Linked DNA regions of Ovis aries: region 1 is linked to region 2. Evidence: chromatin contacts called from public Hi-C data. All regions are on one chromosome and are shown on one strand. The core of a region is the stretch at or near the end of the contact, and the rest is flanking DNA. Distances in the headings are between cores, read along the strand shown.

The links. Hi-C and Micro-C count contacts between places; a contact is called where the count stands out from the background.
Region 1: a contact with region 2 is called in a Hi-C map of liver, with 10 times the contacts expected there. The contact joins the enhancer-like site here to the promoter of A1CF in region 2. A contact is called at or near these places in 3 of 16 Hi-C or Micro-C datasets (liver, omental adipose tissue and tail adipose tissue).

The regions. Positions count from the first base shown.
Region 1 is chr22:8,306,978-8,309,875 of ARS-UI_Ramb_v3.0, reverse strand. No RefSeq gene overlaps it. Among named protein-coding and RNA genes, the nearest start is that of A1CF, 99 kb to the right of the region's middle. Within about 2 kb of position 1,550, at least 4 of the 54 cell types and tissues checked have an H3K27ac peak or open chromatin away from gene starts, as enhancers often do. A contact at or near this core is called in liver, where this site is marked.
Region 2 is chr22:8,208,326-8,211,125 of ARS-UI_Ramb_v3.0, reverse strand. A1CF (APOBEC1 complementation factor) reads right to left here and starts at 1,499. Exons shown (of 13, transcript XM_060404885.1): 1 at 1,453-1,499.

The DNA.
Region 1 (2,898 bases), core at 301-2,800, 99 kb before region 2:
TTTGTTTTTTTTTTTATTTTTAAATTATTGTTCACTCCTTTCTCTCCTTTCTGCTGCCTATGGTTGGTATGAAGCAGAAGTTCATTTCTAACCTTCCAGTGCTCAGAGTGGGAGCTTTTCTCTGAAACAAAGCAAAGGGTCTTTGTATTTCAGGGGCCCTGGTGGAGATAAAAGATGTTTCAGTTTAGTGGAGTTTATAATGAAAATATTAATTGGTGGGTCTTCTGTAAGACTTGAGTTTTAGCCTCAGCCTTTTCCCTCGTTGCGATTAACTGTTTGGCATCACTTAACCTTCCTCAGACTAATTTCTACATTAAAAATAGAAATTTGAAGACATGTACCCCAGAAGGATGGATGCAGCATGGATTCAGGAGTCAGACAGTATTTGCAATTTCTTTTTTCCTTTTTCCCCCTGCATTGTATTTTTAAATTGGTGGGTAATTGCTTTACAATGTCACGTTGGTGTCTGCCATCAACAATGTGAATCAGCCATAAGTATACACGTGTCTCCTCTCTCTCCAGCTTCCGTCCCAGCCCCCACCCCATCCCAGCCCTGTATTTACGATTTCTTCCATGCAAGCTTCACAAGTTACTTGGATAAGTTAGCTCATCTCTATGCCTCCTTCTGTTCCCTTTTCCATTTTGGTGGATGATCATAGTTTTTTCATTGTGGAGTGTGGGTAGGCTAAATGGGGAAAGTTCTCACAGTGCCTACAACCCAGGAGGGAATACTTGTTAGTTCCAGTTCCCTTTCTTCCACTGGAATCTTTTCAGCAAAACTGAGTGCCTGAAAGATCAGAATTCCCCAAGCTATTGAAAGTCTCTAAGTGTCATTAGCAAATGGGCCACTGGATGTCACACTTGATCTAAGCTGGTGCACCTGCCTTGTCCAGTACACTCGGGCTCCGGACAGTCTTGGGCTTCTAGCGCTCAAGTGGACCTTAGTGACTTTGAATCAGAGTTTGAGCTGGAGTTTGAAAACTGAAATTTGTTTTGCGTGTGTTCCGTTTTGTTCCGTTTTAATGGAACATAAATGCACCCAGGCAGAGGGTGCCCTATTCTAATCTGTAGAGCCCTACTTGGGCCTTTCATTCATCTGGGTTACCCACCTGGTTCCTCGAGGCAATGGGGTGGAGAGCACCTGATCTCATTTTACAGAGGAGGAGACTGACCACCCAGACACCTTATATGGTTTGACTGAGGACATGGGTTGAATTGGTGGTAAATCAGGCCACTTGCCTCCCTGATGTTTAGCCAGGTACCCTAGATTCCATCAAGATTATGCACCTTTAGAAACTTTCCACTGTGCAAAAGCAGCTGAGAGGGCTCATTATCTGACTCTCTCTCCTAAGCTCTGTTCAACCACAAGCCTCAGAATATTTTGACTTTCACCGCAGCACTAGATGGGCAGTTTTATCTCATGAATGTTTTATCTCATGAACTTGGTTGGGGGGTTGGGACTGTGTTTGGACATTGGAACATGTTTCCCAAAGCACTTAGCAGAGAGACATTAGGCTAACAATAAAGTCCACAACCTCTAACAGGAAATCAGTAAGACAAGCCAAGGGTCATGATTTATACTGACTCTTATCAGAAAAAACATGCCAACAGAGCTCACTCTGAGTATTAATAAGTTATAATGTAACCATACACAACTTCACAGGAGTTTAAATTTTCATGACTACCAGACAGAGGATAAACACTAATATTGCTCACACTCTACCCACCATGTTTGGAAAAACCAGATCAGAGAGGGTAATTATCTCTCAAATTTAGATTTCCCTGGTTGTGTTCTCTTTAGAAGAGAAGAAGGTTCTTTCTGGGACAGGGTTGGCAGAATCATAGGCCTATAGGAATTAACAAGATAAGAGTAAATCAGGCTTCCATTGAGAACATTTTACTGCCTAGGTCGGGGGTCCCCAGCCTCTGGGATCTAGTGCCTGATGATCTTAGGTGGAACTGATGTAATAATAACAGAAATAAAGTGCACAATAAATGTAATGTGCTTGAATCATCCTGACACCATCCTCCTGCCATCCTCTGGTCCATGGAACAGTTGTCTTCCATGAAACTAGTCCCCAGTGGCAAAAATGCTGGGAACCACTGGCTTAGGGCACTTGTTGGGATATTCTGCACAATTTGGGAAGGCTGTGATCCCTTCCCTGGCAGCGAGGAGTGTGGAGAGTGAAGCAAGCCTATCTCTTTAGTTGATAAGGATTCTGAAGGTTCTAAAAGGGAGCTTGCTGGCAGTCTCTTTAAAGTCTAATTTGAAGAACTCTTATGTCAGTGATCAGAAATGGTAGCGTAGTCTGTTAAAAGAGGAACAAATGTTAAAGAGCATGAAGTCTAACAATTTTCACATCGCACAGTCAAAGATAGGGGTCCAGAGGAGAGAGGCCCTGGGTTCCACAGCAATTTAGCCGAGCCCATACTTTTTCCTTTTGTCAATACTTTCTTGCACCCATATCATCAGAATTCTCATCTCTTGATTTCTCGAATTACCCTGATACTTTTACTATTCCATACTCATTTTTAAATATTGAAGTCTTACTGACATAAGACCTATACAAATATACATAATAAACTATACAAAATAAAACTATACAATTTGGCAACTTACTCCAGGATTCTTGCCTGGAGAATCCCATGGACAGAGAAGAGTGGTGGGCTACAGTTCATAGGGTCACAAAGAGTCAGGCAGGACTGACTGAGGATGCAGGCCTGACATTTACATACTCACTAAAGCTGTCATTGCTGTCTGGATGATGAGCGTATTCACCACACTCCAAAGTTTCCGGCTGCTGCCTGGTAATCCATCCTTCCTTCTCTCCCCACCCCCCACCCCAGGCAAACACTGACATGTTTTCTCTCACTATAGGAGAGTGTGCATCTTCTAGA
Region 2 (2,800 bases), core at 250-2,749:
CATCCACTGAATACAGTGTAGGGAAGGTTACATTTGAAATGACAGAAAACCAACTTGGTATTAGCCCAGGTGAACATAATAACTAAATATTCAGTGTTTTTATATCCACTATGGAACTTTAGGTTTATCCATAATAACTAATTTCTTTTTTCTTTTTTTTGGACAACCATCTTTCCCCTTCCCTTACATTTGATAAATAATAAACTGAAACAGTAAAGTGTGAGAATTTTCTCAAATGTAGAGTATCCATACTATTCCAGAAAATATGGTCCTTAAAAACGAACCTGTAAGTCATATGTTTATTACCTATATTTAACAGAGGAAGGCTTCAGTGCTTTAAAATCAGTGATCTCACTTGTATTTCTTAACCTATGCCCTATTGTATGCATCTTAGCACGTATAATAAAGAATTTTTCAGGCCAGACCACCACATCTTTGATGTTGCTAAATTATAGCAAGAGTTGAATTTGCCAACACACGTTTTACAAAACACTAATCCTGCCCAATGCAAACTAATGCTCTGTTAGCCATCTTCTTGAAGACACACAGTGCACAGCTGAACAGTCCAAAAAACTTATTTGACTTGGAACACACTTCTTTACCATTCTCCCTGGAACTTACTCTGGCAATTATAGAACAAAACTATTTCAATTAGAATATTTAAGAGATTTCTGGGAGGAATGAGATATTCCTGGTAAGTGCCCTGATTGATTTCCTTTTTTAGATAGAAGACCATCATAGTCTGATTGTGAATCATCTTTTCGGAGTGAACAGAATGATCATGTGAAATATATCCACTGCAGCACAGCTGCCCAAACCATCCTGAAAGGAAACGATCTAAGAATTAAGCCATCTGAAGGTAGAGGTTTAATACACTCAAGACCAAAAATTTTCCATGACTGTTTTTGTTTCGTTTTCTTGTGGTTTTGTTGGTGGTGCAGGATAAAGGAGGAAAGGGAGGGAGATAAATGAATATGTGAAATCTAAAGTATGATAGAAATCATGACCCCCACAGAGAATGCAGAATCTGTCAGTGATGTCAATACCATCTCTCTTGTTAATTACACTTTTATGCTTCCCCAGATCCGAGGACCAGAACAGACAGTCAACCACAACTCTCCCGGCTGTCTGGCTATTGCTAAATACATTTCTCAGAAACATTAGCCTGACTCTTGAACCTGGTGTGATAAATCTACATTATTTTTCTACCCTCAGAAATTGATTAAATCAAAGGACAAAAGCCGGCTGTTGTCTCATTTTGAGATTATATGATCATTCTAATATTTTCTTTTGTTTTCAGATGGCTTTATCAGTATAAAAGCAAACTAGAAATATCCCTGAATTCAGCTGTCTTGTGGAAGTGCGTAAAAGCTGTTTCGCTGCGTTCCCACTGATCCACACAGCACAGTTTCACAGAGTTGAAATAGAAAAATCGAAACACATGGACCATACCTGAGTGATTTCAGAGATCCCCACCCGGAAAAGGCTTCCTTGATTATGGCGAATTCAACGTGTCACGCTTGTTATGCTCTAATCATCATATCAAACTCCAAAGGTTCAGTGGTTTTAGGTTTGGTTTACAATTCCTGGGAGTTAAACTTTAACTCACCCTGTCTCTTGCATCCATGCAGCCCTTTGACCAGATAATTGGGTCACTACAACCCAAGCATAATCTACAAAATTACTGTTGTCATTTGTTTACCATATTAAAATGAATTTTGTATTAAAAATCATTGAGGTGAATATTATTTTGATGTGTTTTAAGTGACATATATTTTAAAAAGTAGAACACTGCGATTTGGATAACTAAGCTTTCCTTTATATTAGGTCCCTTGTTTTCTGCTATGCCAAAATGATATTAAGCCTATGGTAATTTAAGAGAATGTTTCACACTCCTTATATCATTGTATTACATGGAATAAAGTGTGGAGTTTTAGGTCAAGTATGCGGATAAATGCAGACTTAGAAAAATAGAACACATAAGGTATTTACATAACCAAATAAATAGTGTCAGATCATGTTGGGGAAAGCAGGCTTCTTTTTATATAAGCTGCTCATTCAGATTTTAAGAGAACCATATAATCAGCCATGTACTGAGGTTATATGAGAGCCGAGGCTGTTCATTGCTTGCAATCTCAGTGGCAACTGTGTTTATTAAAGAATAAGTGAAGTGAAGTGAAGTGAAGTCGCTCAGTCGTGTCTGACTCTTTGCGACCCCCACGGACCGTAACTTACCAGGCTTCTCCATCCATGGGATTTTCCAGGCAAGGGTACTGGAGGGGGTCTTCCTGACCCAGGAATCAAACCCAGGTCTCCTGCATTGCAGGCAGACGCTTTACCTTCTGAGCCACCAGGGAAATGTATTTCCAAATATATAAACCCAACATTCTCAATTCTCTGATAAAAGCTCCAGTCTATACAGGAAATTTCTAAGAGTCATAAAGCCCACTGGGGGGGGGGGAACCCTTCTAATATTGAGTAAATTGTAAGGGTTTATAAACCACAGGCCCTAACACTAAAAATAGAGGACATGCTTAGCTTCAGTTCTAATAAGAGGAGTCTGCTTTTCTAGGAACCAACTACTAACAGAAGTCCTTGCTCATTCTGTGTTTTAGTTTATTTCACAGTCAATCGTTCCATAATATGGGCATAGAGGAAGATAAATTGCTTGCTGGCATCTGGTAATATAAAGCCTACTGTTGGAATGCTAGTTCTGCCCACAGTTTTCAGCTCTCAAACACAAGCAAGTCTAGATATTCCTAAACTTTTCCCGGAGCAATGCCTGACAAAGTTCAGCAAA